Linked DNA regions of Pan troglodytes: region 1 is linked to region 2. Evidence: chromatin contacts called from public HiChIP or PLAC-seq data. All regions are on one chromosome and are shown on one strand. Each heading gives the region's core, a stretch centred on a gene start, on an enhancer-like site or on the middle of the called end of the contact. The rest is flanking DNA. Distances are from core to core; before and after follow the strand shown. Region 1 holds the start of CCN6 (cellular communication network factor 6). Region 2 holds the start of REV3L (REV3 like, DNA directed polymerase zeta catalytic subunit).

The links. HiChIP or PLAC-seq counts read pairs in DNA pulled down with a chosen protein or histone mark.
Region 1: a contact with region 2 is called in an H3K4me3 HiChIP or PLAC-seq map of stem cell-derived excitatory neurons, with 19 times the contacts expected there. The contact joins the promoter of CCN6 here to the promoter of REV3L in region 2. A contact is called at or near these places in 1 of 7 Hi-C or Micro-C datasets (stem cell-derived neural progenitor cells) and 1 of 1 datasets of contacts at active chromatin or transcription factors (stem cell-derived excitatory neurons).

What each region holds. Positions count from the first base shown.
Region 1 is chr5:123,974,052-123,980,456 of NHGRI_mPanTro3-v2.0_pri, forward strand. CCN6 (cellular communication network factor 6) reads left to right here and starts at 4,095. Exons shown (of 8, transcript XR_010157772.1): 1 at 4,095-4,266.
Region 2 is chr5:123,408,215-123,414,787 of NHGRI_mPanTro3-v2.0_pri, forward strand. It overlaps REV3L (REV3 like, DNA directed polymerase zeta catalytic subunit), which reads right to left and starts at 3,639. Exons shown (of 32, transcript XM_003950901.6): 1 at 3,202-3,639. The coding sequence starts at 3,340. It overlaps LOC741253, which reads left to right and starts at 3,339. Exons shown (of 4, transcript XM_063813277.1): 1 at 3,339-3,428; 2 at 3,505-4,118. The coding sequence starts at 3,339. It overlaps LOC134807019 (a long non-coding RNA gene), which reads left to right and starts at 4,173. Exons shown (of 3, transcript XR_010157768.1): 1 at 4,173-4,249; 2 at 5,204-5,321.

The DNA.
Region 1 (6,405 bases), core at 2,845-5,344, 570 kb after region 2:
GGCCTTCTGCATAGGGAGGAAGACAAGTTAGACTTCCAAACAAGGTGACATACAAGTGAGAACTCTGTTGGAGGCAGTTAGCAGAAACCCAATCCAAATTAGCTTAAGCAAAACAGAAATTTCATTTTAAGGATATGGGAGAGATTTGTCCATTACAGCTCAATAAAACTGGGGAAGAAAAGAATATGAGGGAGGAGCATGTCTCATGGAATCCAATGGAATCCATGCTTGGACTTTGGGAATGACCCAAATCCAAAAACATGAATGTTGTCAGGACTCTGCTGCCAATATTCATATAATTAATAATATTTGTGGAGCATTTATTATGTCCTAGGCATGCTTTCTGCTTAGGTTCATTGCATTTTATTTATTTATTTATTTTTACAACAACTCTGTAAAATCTGAACTAAAATTATTCCATTTTTCAGAGGTGGAAGCCTGGGGAAGTAAAGGCATGTGTCCAATGTCACACAGCTATTGTAGTAAGAGAGCGAGTGTGAATCCATAGCCTGTACTGGTGACCCTAACCACATTGTTATCCCCTGCTTTGGTGCAGACTGCCATCCTCTGTCCCTCAGCTCAACACACCCCAAGTTTCACACATGCCATCCATCAGTCTATGGAGACACCACACTTTTCTGTGTCTCCAGTCATCTCTCAAGGAAAGGACTATGATTGGCCAGGTTGGATGAGGTCCCAGGGGTATCACCCAGAGGGGCTCGGCCATACCAACTAGAAGAAATGGTTGAGAGTAAGGGCTTCAGGGGCAAGGCAACCATTTTCAGGAACCGAGTGTTTCTGAGCAGCCAAACAATGGTTAACTACAAATTTCACCTTTCCCTCCTGCATGACTTTTCATTTTTGCTTTACTTTCCAGCAATTTAGAAATAAATTTAATTTTCAAAGGCACTGACTCATTCCATGTGTCTGGGAGCATCTAGTTCTCTGCTCTATTTTACAGAGTTTTCCTCTTCTTTTACTATTTTTTTCAATCATTAAAAAAAATTTAATTCTCCTGTTTTATACTGTGCTTGATTTTTTTGTAAGCTGTCTTAGCTTACAAAAACATTTATGGAAATATGTGAGGGATAAATTATGGATTAAAAAAGAAAAAAGACTTCAGAGTTATGCTATCAACATGGCAGCTACTAGCCACTTATGACTATTTAAACTTAAATTAATTAAAATTAAATAAAATAAAAAATGTAGTTCCTCATTCACACTAACCATATTTTAAATGCTCAACAGCATATTATAGTTCTATATTATAGAATATTTCCATAATTGCTGAAAGTTCTGCTAGACAGTGCTGCTACACAGGGTTCCAACAATGGTGTGCTGTCTCTGAAATAATGAGCTCCCTAAAGGAAGTGGCCCGGTGACCTGCATTCACCCTCCAGATCTCAGGGGTTGTGAGTCCCAGCTTTCTTTCCCACCATTATGCTTCCTGTTGATTGCTTCCTGACTCACTTCCCTATTCATTTTCTCAAAGCCAACATTTACATCACATAAACTTAAGTTATTCCTTTTCAGTAGCAGAAAAAACATACAATTGTAATAAACATTTTTGGGGGGTGGAAGGGATATTTATTACTGATACTAAAAATTTAATGCCTTTGCTTAATTAGAGGTGGGACTGAAGGAATGCATGAACCGAAAATGCTGGCTAACAAAACAAAGTGTTTATACATGGAAATGCTTCAAGAGCCCCAAAACAGAGCTCCCATATTCTCCATGGTGGGAAAGTTTCCATCCTTCCTCTTTTTGTAACTGTCCAGAAAAGACAGAATGTTTTTGATCAAAGTGGCTTTGAATCTTTAGCATTACTTTGTCCCATTAGAACAGAACTTTTTCCCATGCAGTGCCAATCCACACATTTAGTTTCTGCAGCTCCTTAGTTTTATTGGGAATGGGGGTGGGGATGGTGGCACCATCTTGTTTGAAAGGGTTTACAGCTGATACTACCGTTTACAGTAAATTCCTAGAGTGGGAGGAGGAAGTGGCACATTTTTGGAGCAGCTAGGTGGCTGGAAGAGATTCTCCTCCCCCAAGACTGGTCAGAGGTCCTGTGAGAATGGGAGCTGCTCACCTCTCCTTGGCAGTGTGCTGGGCTGGGGAGGTGCCAAGATATCCCTAGCAGCGACTCCAGCCAGGGAGATTGGTCCCTAGATGCAGCATCTTCCAGTGCACCAATGTTCTCATGACCCAAGGCTGGTACTGAAATAGCAGGATTGTCAAACCTGAAGGAACCATTGCCTGTGGGCTGCAGGGACCTGGAACCCTGACCCAAACCAGGATGGAGGAGGTGCCCAATAATGATTATGACTCAGCTGTCCAACAGCTCAATAAAAGGGGGACTTGGAGTTACATGCGACTTGATTTAAGGGATTCTAAAAATATATGATATTTATTGTGAACCTGAGTTTAAGAACTGATATTCTTGCTTACTGAAGTTGGACATACTAACTTTGGACATAAAACCTGAGGGGCAGGTAAGGGCAGTGTCTGTGTGCCTGGCATGCACAGGACACAGATGGCATTCTGAAAGCCATCATCCAGGACTGAAGAGTTGCTTGCCACACTCTGAAACTGTGACACGAGGTTCACTTTGGAGAGTCTTTTGTGGATGAGCCTCATCAATTAACAGTCCTAGTGTGTGTAAGCGTGAGCTCAGTTTCGTTCTGTCAAGTCTTAAGACAGCATTTGATTTAGCAGTTGATTCAATTACATTACATGTGGATTTGGAAAAGTGGTGTGTGTGTGTGTGTGTGTATTTCTTTTAAACAATGATGTAACCTTTCTGAATTCAGGTGGAAACTGTCTTGATTGACCTCCGCGTACCAGGACAGATTAATTAACTCTCAGTTTCTTTCGTGAAACATACGAACACACCCTGAGCTCACTGAGAGCTCACAGCTGGTAGGACAGGGGGCTCCTCTTTAGTAGGCCCAGTGTGTTGTTTGCCTCTTTCCTAATCTGTTCATTCCACTTAATTGTATCCCGATAACGACACAATTTGAGCAAATATTAATTTGAGCAAATATTACTAAAACTGATGATACCCAGATACATGAAGAAAGATATTTCCAATGGAAAGAAAAAGCAAAATGCTTGGGAAAGATTCAACAGGAAAAGCTGCTTTAAATGTGTTGTTGAATTATATTTGATGGTTATGAGTACAGAATCTAAGATTCTTTAGTCAAGATGCTTTACACTGTCTCTAAATTCTCATTTCACAAAGGAAACTCAAATGACACAACATGGAGGATGCATTATATGTGTGGCTCATAAAGAGAGGGAACAATACAGCACTCTAATCAGCACATCTATATTCAAAGAAAGGCATTGGCTAAATAAAAACACTGGTGAGTAAATAGACAACTCAGTTCCCTGCTAAAATAAAATGTTTGTATAGGGAGGACTCCTGCGAGAGCCCCTTTCACTGCCCGTTGAGCGCCCTCTGCTGGCCCGGAGGGAAGGGTGCCACGGAGGGGACGGCGTGAAGGCCCCACCCACGGTTTAGTTTCAGATCAGCGCTTTTCAGTTCCAAGATACAGATTTCCGGTTCCAATGAATGCCGGTTGAAAATACGGCCGTGGTTTTAAATATCATGAAACTATTTTACGTCCGTAGTACTTTCATCTATTTTTATAAGAATGTTTTGTAACTGAGAAACCTAAAGAGATGATGAATTTCCCCCACCGCCCCCGGCTATTTTGCCTTTCAGTGACGCGGTAATATTTTACGATAGGTGCCGATTCAAATCAGTGGCTTTCAGAAAGTACAGCTGCTATTCTTTGGTGCCGCTATTCAGAATGACAATGTGAAATAAAAATGATTCTGACTATGGGAAGGTCTGATCTTCCTATGAATGAAAACAATCATGTGGGCCCCAGAGAGCTCTCTCTTTCCAGCTATCGAGGGACTTTTTGCAGAGAGAGAAAAGGATCCTAAAGCCATGTTCCCGATCCTGCAGACTTGGCGAGATGGCGGCGGGCTCCTCCCACCTCTGCGGCAGCGTCACAATCAATAATGCAGGGCACTGCGGCAGAGGAAGCGCCTGCTTTTATATAGGGGCGCCCGGACCCCAGAGCAGGGCTAGTCCCTTAACCCATTCCGCCATCTAGCGTCCGTAGGGGCTCATGGCATGTTGGAGCCGGACAGTCTGGAAACTGCAATCTAGATTTTGCAGAAGGGTGACATTTAGCCTTCTGCAAAACCTAGATCTCACTTAATGTAGATCTCACTGAAGAAGGCAAATAAAAAGTGAGTGGAATGTTTATTCATTTGCCTGTAAGATTAGTAACTTTAAGGCTAAAAACTCTAAAGTAAATATTTACCAAGCCCCTGCTGTAGGTCAGTCATGTTGTGGGTACCAAGGCTATGAAGATGTCTCAGTCTCTATTTTCAGTGACCCAGTCTAGTAGGGACAAGCCATATGAACATATGCCCAGTTAAATTTGAATTTCAGGTTAACAAGGAATTTGTGTGTGTGTGTGTCCCATATATGCTAAAGCAGTTAACAGGGCATCTATTATTATCATTATTTTTATAAGCAAAATCTTGCAACCGTGCATATAAACAGATGATTGCAGTATGGGCTTTACAAGGGCAGGGTGGCACGCTAATTGCTTGAGGAGCTTTGCTGTGGGTGCTGGTTAGGAAGCGTTCTCAGGGGAGAAGTCGTTTGTGCAAACCGCTTATCAGATAAAGCAGTGGGCAGGGTTGTCCTGGTAGAATCGCATAAGCAAAAGCAAGAGGCTGGGGGACTCACAGTACAGCAGGTCTGTGCTACCCGAGCTGGCAGGTGAGGCAAGGATAGTGCAGGGGTGAGGTTGCTTCGTCGTGGAAGGCCTTCTACTGTGCTTCCCAGGAGCTGCGTTCTATTCCAGGGGGAGTGAAAAAGGGTTTTGAGCGGGAGAGTGACATGATCTAATTTGTGTTTAAGAAAAAGAGATCAAATGGCAATGTTGAGGCTGGACTGGGGGAAGTAGGAAGCTTGGAGGCAGGGAGGCCTGAAGGAAATTGTCTAAGGTGAGTGAGCTCAGAAAAGTAGCAGAGCTTGAATGTGAATGAGGGTCTTTTGACTCCAAGTCCAGGATGCCTGTCACTGTCCCCATCTAATTGAATTATGATTCACATGTGCAAGCATTTTACAAATCAGGAATGACACACCACATTATGCATACTTTTCCTTCTCTGAAAGATTAGCTTCACCCACATTTGGAAATACTGGAAATTTTTCTGTCCTCCTCTTCTCTTGCTTCTCCTTTGCATGTGGTCGGCCTCGGTGTCTGCCTCTGATTAACTCAGCCCTGTTTCCCACACAGAGCTCCCCCTGCAAACCAGACTAACAAGGCCAAGTGACAAAATGAATTATAAACCTCTGAGATATTTGGCCTTGTTTTCCTTGGGCCACAGCCTGACTTTTTTAAAGGCCCTTGGAATGAGGACACCTGCTTATTTTCAAGGAGACTCTGACCCAAGCCCCACGCAGATGGCTGGGCAGAGCATTTTGTGGTGGTCAGAGGTTGCTCATTTTTGGACCTGGTTTATTAAAAGTTGGACAGGGGACCAAGCAGAGCCTGGCACCTCTTTGTCCCTCCATCCATGGTGGGGGGCACTGGCAGCACCTTAGCACGCACAGAACAGCCCCTCAGAGAATGCACAGGTGTTGATTAACAAGGCTTGTATACACGTTAGTGGAGGAAGAAGAGAAAACAAACCTACTCTCTCATGCACATGTGACTAGAGTCACGTTGGGATCTTGAGGCTAGTGCTTTGTAAAAAAAAAATGGGATGCTTTTAACAGAAAGACATATAGAAAAAAAGGTAAGTGAGATGTGCAATACAGTCACATGTCACACAATGATGTTTTAGTAAATGACAGTCCTCATATACAAAAGTGGTCTCATAAGGTTATAGTGTAGCTGAAAAACTCCAATCACCTAGTGCCATCATAGCCATTCCAACATCACAGTGCAATGCATTATATGTTTGTGGTGATGCTGGTATAAACAAACCAACTGCACTGCCAGTCATGTAAAAGTATAGCACATACAATTATGTACAGTACATAATACTTGAGAATGATAATAAATACTACATTACTGGTTTATATATTTACTATACTATATTTTTATCATTATTTTTGAGTGTAATCCTTCTACTTATTAAAAAAAGTTAGCTATAACACAGGACAGGCAGATCCTTCAGAAGGCATTGTTATCATAGGAGATGACAGCTCCATGCATGTTTTTGCCCCTGAAGACCTTCCAGTGGGACAGGATGTTGAGGTGAAAGACAGTGATATTATGATCCTGACCCTGTGTAGGCCTAGGCTAATGTGGATGTTTGTGTCTTAGTTTTTACTAAGAAAAGTTTTAAAAGTAAGAAAAAACATTA
Region 2 (6,573 bases), core at 2,389-4,888:
GCTCTGTTGCCCAGGCTGGAGTGCAGTGGCGTGATCTTGGCTCACTGCAGCCTCAACCTTCTGGGCTGAAGCGATTCTCCTGTCTCAGCTTTCCAAATAGCTAGTACTACAGGTGCACACCACCATGCCCAGCCAATTTTGTTTGTTTGTTTGTTTTGTACAGACTATGTCGCCCAGGCTGGTCTCCAACTCCTGGGTTCAAGCGATCCTCCTGCCTCTGCCTTCCAAAGTGTTGGGATTACAGGCATGAGCCACAGCACCCAGCCCTGAATATCCCTCTTTTTAAAAATACCTTTTCAAATTTCACCAACTTAAGACATGGGAGCTTTTAAACCCAAAACACTTTATTTCTTAAATTACTCAAGATACGTCCTCAAAACACAGAACAATCAAAAGTCAACTGGACGGTTTTCTAAAGCAGAAAAATGCTTTTCATGCAATAATAGAAAAACTAAACTAGTAAAAGGGTATTAATCCAATCAGTTCAGAATTTGTAATATAATTTTGAAACAGCCACTTCATTTGAGAAAAAATATCTTTGGTTGCTATTTTTCAGGATCTCATTTGTAAGGCAAACTCAATTTTAAAACATTTTCTCTCCAAACCAAAGTAAAGCATTAAGGACCTCCCAAAGTAATTCTTATATATGAAAAAAGTATGTTTATGCTATTTTATGTAGCATAGGTTTATCATGTGTTACACATTTTTATTACCTTACTTTACTTGTTAGTAAAGATATAAACTATAAAGATATAATACAAACCATGTTTATATCTTTGCATTATGTTTACATCTTTACTTTCAAATAAATCTGTCTTCATTAAAAATTCTAGCATTCAGAGTTTTACTAAGTCAGACTGGCCTCTCTTTTATATTAATAATTTTCAAGTTTTATTTTATTGGACTAGTTTTCCTTGGGGAGATAATTCAAAAGCAGGTAATTCTGCAGTTTTTGATTATGTTTAATTAATATTAATCTCACTGGGAGTTTCTGACGTGCTAATAAAAATGCTGGCTTGGTTTATGAAAAGTGTAAACTCTAAATGTATGCCAATGACTTCAAATTTTTTCTTGTTGAAACAAACATTTTGTTGGAAACTGTGAACTACATGGCAAATTCAATTTGATAATCCTTAACAATTTAAAATTTGACTTTCTCTATATCAAGTTTTATGTCTTTCAATGTACATATAAAAGTGTTACTTTTTAATTCATTTAAAATATAAATTTCAAAGTATGTACCAAAAAAAAAAACCCCAATGGGGGTTTTTAGTCTTTGGTTTTTTCGTTTTTGTTTTTTTTTTTTAAGGCGCTGGTAATCTATTGTGGGATGTCCATGAAGGATGAAATAGGAAATAGTTAATGTGTCTTTTAAAAAATATTCAGGAAAACAACAGTATATAATATTCTTTATTTTTTAAGGAACATTTCCTCACGTAATAGAATTACATTAGCTTACAGTGAAACTCATTTATTTCCACAAACGAAACTTTCCTATACAACAAAGCTCGACTATCTCTCAGGGAAACATATTTAATGGCTTGTGTGGAGGAGAAAAAATTATGTGTGGAAAAGTAACTCAAACCATACAAGCTGTAATACACAGAAATGCCACAGTATATCTTATTAGCATGTCACTTTATGATTCGGAAATTTGGCTGAACAGGGCCATATCAACTTCACTATTTTATCCTTCCTCTGCATCTGAAGTGAGAACAGTGCATTACACTGAAATTCCAATTGGAAACAAAGACAGCACCACTATATTTAAAAGGGCAGAAAACCTATCTTATAGAACACTTCATCGCCTCGATTTCCCAGCCTCCAAAGTTTCAAGTGTTACACTTTCAACACGTTAAAAGCACTCAAATATCCCCATCTTTCAAGGTTCATATCAAGATCATATTCACTAGTTTAAATAGGAATATGCTACCAAATCTCACGACATTGACATTTTAACAAAGAGAATTCACATTAAAAGATAACTGGTTTAAAATGAGTGCTTGTGTTTGGGAAAGCGCTATTATCTTGGTAGTCCACAGAAAATGACTGTAGTAATAAGATGAATGGTGATGAGGGCAAGGAGCATCAAGTGGGAAATGCTATCTAAAATCCCATAGGGCAATTCATAGCTAGAGGGAAGAACAACCTTTCCTAAGATGCATTATTTCCTAGAACTCCATTATTTCATAGAAGCAGTTCAAAGCATGCAAAAAAGCAAAACCATTTTAAAACACCTAGTAAATTGGGCCTCTATCTTTTTTATATTATCATAAGCCCCAAGAGTTTTTGAGAACGTACCTTCTGTCACGGCTGTCTCCCCTTCCCACCCCTTCTTCAACATAGGTGTGTTTAAAAAATATATACCTGTACTTAAAACGCAATCCTACAGCCCAGCCTAGGAGCATTTCAAAATGTCTGTGCTGCTGAGTCTGGCTGTGGTTCCTAATAAATTCACCCCATTAAGTGTGATGTTTTAGATTGGGCAACATAAACACGCATTTCCTACTTCCATGGATGCACATTTCCTGAAAGCACTGCACCTAAGGATGCTGCCCTGTCCCCAGACGCTCAGGCACTAAACTCTAAGGAGTCACGACCTGCACTCACAGCAGAGCCACACGGTCACCCCAGTGAGAAAGATTATCTGGCCCCAAGCGCCACTCTCTCCGGCCCACTGCATCTCCGGAACTGGCAGAGGAGAGCGAGGGTGAGAAGAGACCATGGGGAGCGACTGACAACAAGGCTGACACTTCCCCGTTTCCAGAAAGCGGCACTTGGGGGACACAAGGGATGTCCCACTAGCGACCGACCTCAGAGCAGGCCCTACGAACCCGTCCACCGATGGACATGGCGCGGCCACCTGGCCCGCCGTCCGGGGCGCCCGCGGCTTTCGCTCTCCCGGCCCGCGCCCTGGAGTGCGGCTCCCGCTCCCGGCCGCCACACGCAGTGTAAACACGCGGCGCTCGCCACCTCCCTGCCCGGGGGTGGGGGCGCCGCGCAGCGCTCGCGCGGACCCACATTTTTGCGCCTCTTGTCACGCACGAGAGAAAAGGCGAGGAGGGCGGAGGGGAGGGAAGACGCGGCAGCGATCCACGGAGACGGCCGGCGCCGGCGGCGTGCGCGCGTGTGCGCGGCGGGGAGGGCGGCCCCGGCGCCCCGCCGACTCCCGCTCCCGCCCCGCGCCCGGCGCCCGCTTACCTGCCGGGGTCGCTCCGAAGACTCGCACCACCGGCACCTTCTTGACAGGGGCCTGGGTGAGGGGGGATTGGCAGGTATCCAGCCCCTGCAGCGGGCTGGCCATGTAGTAGTCTGCAGTCACTATCCTTACTGAAAACATGTTCGCCGCCGCCGCCACTGCCTCCCTTCACTGGCGACCCGGCAGCGGCAGCAGCAGCGGCGGCGGCTCCCTCCGCAGCGGCGGCGGCGCCCCCTCCCCTTCTCGGCACGGCCCCCTCCCCTCACACAGAGGCACCTCGAGGAGCGGCGGGCGGGGCGGTATAGGCGCTGCTGCCGCCGCCTCCTCAGGAGCACCCGGCAAGGGGCCGCAGGAGAGAAGCCCTCGAGCTTTCGTCGGTGCTGGTGCTGCCGCCACTGCCGCCACCGCCGGGAATCACACGGGCTCCTCGGTCCCAGGCTGCAGCTCTTGTTGCCATGATGATGATGTCACGGACGCAACCACTGGAGGGAGGGGAGAGGGGGGGTGTGTGTGGCGAAGGGAGGCTGCGAGTAGTGCGGGGGAGGGGGCTCGGCGGGAAAAGGAGCGAGAGGGCGGGCGCCCAGGCGGGACACGGAGGGCGGGGGCCGAGAAGGGGCTTTCTCCCCCTCCCCGGGCACGCGGCGAGGGAGGCGGCCGGCGGCCGGCAGGACCCGCGCGGGATCGATGACTCGGCTGGCGGGCACGGTCACCTGGGTGAGGGGCAGCGGAAGGGGCGGCGGAGCACCGATCTCATGGATGGGCTCCGAGGGGGTTGCGGGAGGGGGGCGCCAGTGTTCGGGGCCGTTTTGGCGGCTATGCAGGATTGGCAGGAGCTGCGATGCTCACACTTGCCTCGCCGACCGCCATTTCACATCCAGCAGAGGAGGCGGGGGCAGCCGCTGAGACGGTTTTTCACAAGGTAAGAAAATCCGCCCGCGTGAGGAGGGAGGCGAGGCGCAGATCTCGTGCCGCTGCGGCCTCGCGGGAGGGAAGAGCGGGCGGGCGGCGGAACGGGCGGGGCCGGGTGCGGACGCAGCCGGCCCTTCTCAGGTAACGCCGCGGCTCCGCGCGTGGCCCGGGGGCGGTGCGAAGGGTGGGGGCGCGCGGGCGCGGGCGCGGGCTTCGGCCTATAAAAGGGCCGCCCTGGCGTTCCCCCTTCCCGAACGTGCCGCGCGAGCCGCGGTGCCCCCCTCCTCTTTGCTGCCGCAGTGTCTGCGCCGGGCCATTTAATGAGATTTATTCACGCACGGCTCTTCTCAGCTTTGCGAGGGGTTGGCAGATCCAGTGCACAGGGATTTCCCACTACCGTGTTTTTCTCCCGCCCCCTTCCTTCCCTCTCGTCCTAATACATCCTTCGTTGGTTTCCTCGGCCCCGCAGGCTGCGTCCCGGGCACGCGCAAGTACATGTAAGGACTTGTTAGCTGCCGGTGACCTCCCTCCTCCCTCGTCGCTCCTCCCCCAGCGGAATGTAGGATTAACAGTCTTTCCGAGAAAATTTTGGCCAAAGAAAAAGGCCTGTGAAAGTCACCGCGTTAGACGTGGCCTCCTCGTGTTTTTCACTAACACGTTATGGAAGGTTTTACTACCCGAAGGCATAAAAGCACCACCGTGGGGAAGGGCCGTTTTGAATAAACAACTTTATTCAAAAATCGGGAGGGGGTGAAGCGATGCGGTTAGGGAATTTTTGTTTTAAAGAGTAGTAACATGCAGCTGGCTTGGCTATTAAATTGGAAACAAGGGGTTCCTCTCTGACTTGGCCACTGATATTGGGCGTGACCTTGGACAAATAATTTTGTTTCTTTGGGCTCAGTTTCTACATATGTAAAACGGGAAGGTTTCTCTTAAAAACTAATCCTGAAGGGTTTCTTCTCAACAAAAAGATGCAAACTGTAGGAGGCAGAAAGCGTGGGTTCAAGTTCGAAATTTGCCCCTGAATTAGGACCCTTGACACATTTCTAACCCATCCAAGTAGAGATCGTTCTTTTACATTTGTGTGTTATACAGGTGCATTTTAATGGTTACCAGGTTGCCACGTATTTGAAGTGGTGTGAGAGCTACTCGTTTGGAACCGTTGTGGATTTTCAAATAGGAAAATCAAAAGGCCCAAAGAGACAGCTCACTGGTAAGAAGCTGTCTATAAATTCCCTAACATATAAATGCTATAATAAGAACTTACGCTCCGAGGGATTTGAGACTGATTACTACAGTAAATTAGCTTGTAGTTTTTAACCTCAGAGCATGATTATAAACATACGTGGCAAGATTTCTACTAATATGCTGGAAATTAGCTAATATTTTTAAGAGGCAAAATCTCTTGATTTGAAATTTTAGAAGGCTATAGAAGTGATTTTAAAATATGACTACCATGCTAAAATGTATTTTTTATAAAATAAATATTTTGTACACGCCGAATGTCAGATACACAATATCAGTGATTCTCAGTGTTCCATGACACCTAGAATTCTTTAAGTGTTGATATTTTGGCTCTTACTGAATTATATTTTGGGGGATGGGGCCTGGGAATCTGTATTGTTAGCAACACTACTTGCCACCCCGTGATTCTTAAGCAAAATAAAATTGAGAATCCTTGTACTATATTATAATCAGTGTATCCATAACTTTTAAATTATAATATTCCTAACTAGAAAATGGTAAAAGCATCAAATTAACAGATTTGCGATTTCTAGAAGGGGGTTTCTTTACCCTTACCTCTTGAATCAACATTATTTACTTTAAGAAAAGGCAGTTGCAACCACAAGTCAAATCCTTCTAGAACTCCAAGAATGTTCACTCTTGAAGAAAAACATTTGCAGCATGAAATTAGGAATGTTGTGTTCATTGCATGTAATTTAGTTTTAAGTTGATGCTCAAATTGAAAACCTGACAATAGCCCCCTAATTAACCACTATCAAATGTGTTTTATATGTATATTCTTCCTGAAGTAAGAAAAAGTTCTGGAATTTTGAGTCAGAGAATGTGAATATTAAACCATCATTTAGCTAAGTGCTCACTTATTTTTTGGAATTTATTTCCTCATCTGTGAAATGGATAGTAATTCCTGTTTTAACTTCTCAGGGATGTTATAAGGCTCAAATGAGATAATGTATGTGAAAATATAGTAAAATGTTCATATCCAGAAGTCTGATTCATTGAGAAACAGTAAAATCACTTGGAATTGTCTTATCTACATACAGTATGAGAAATGCAAAAATTGAACTCTATACTTAATATCCTTAATGCTTTTTTTTTTTTTTTTTTTTTTTTGAGACAGAGTCTCACTCTGTCACCCAGGCTGGAGTCCAGTGGCACAATCTTGGCTCACTGCAACCTCCACCTCCCAGGTTCAAGTAATTCTGCCTCAGCCTCCCGAGGAG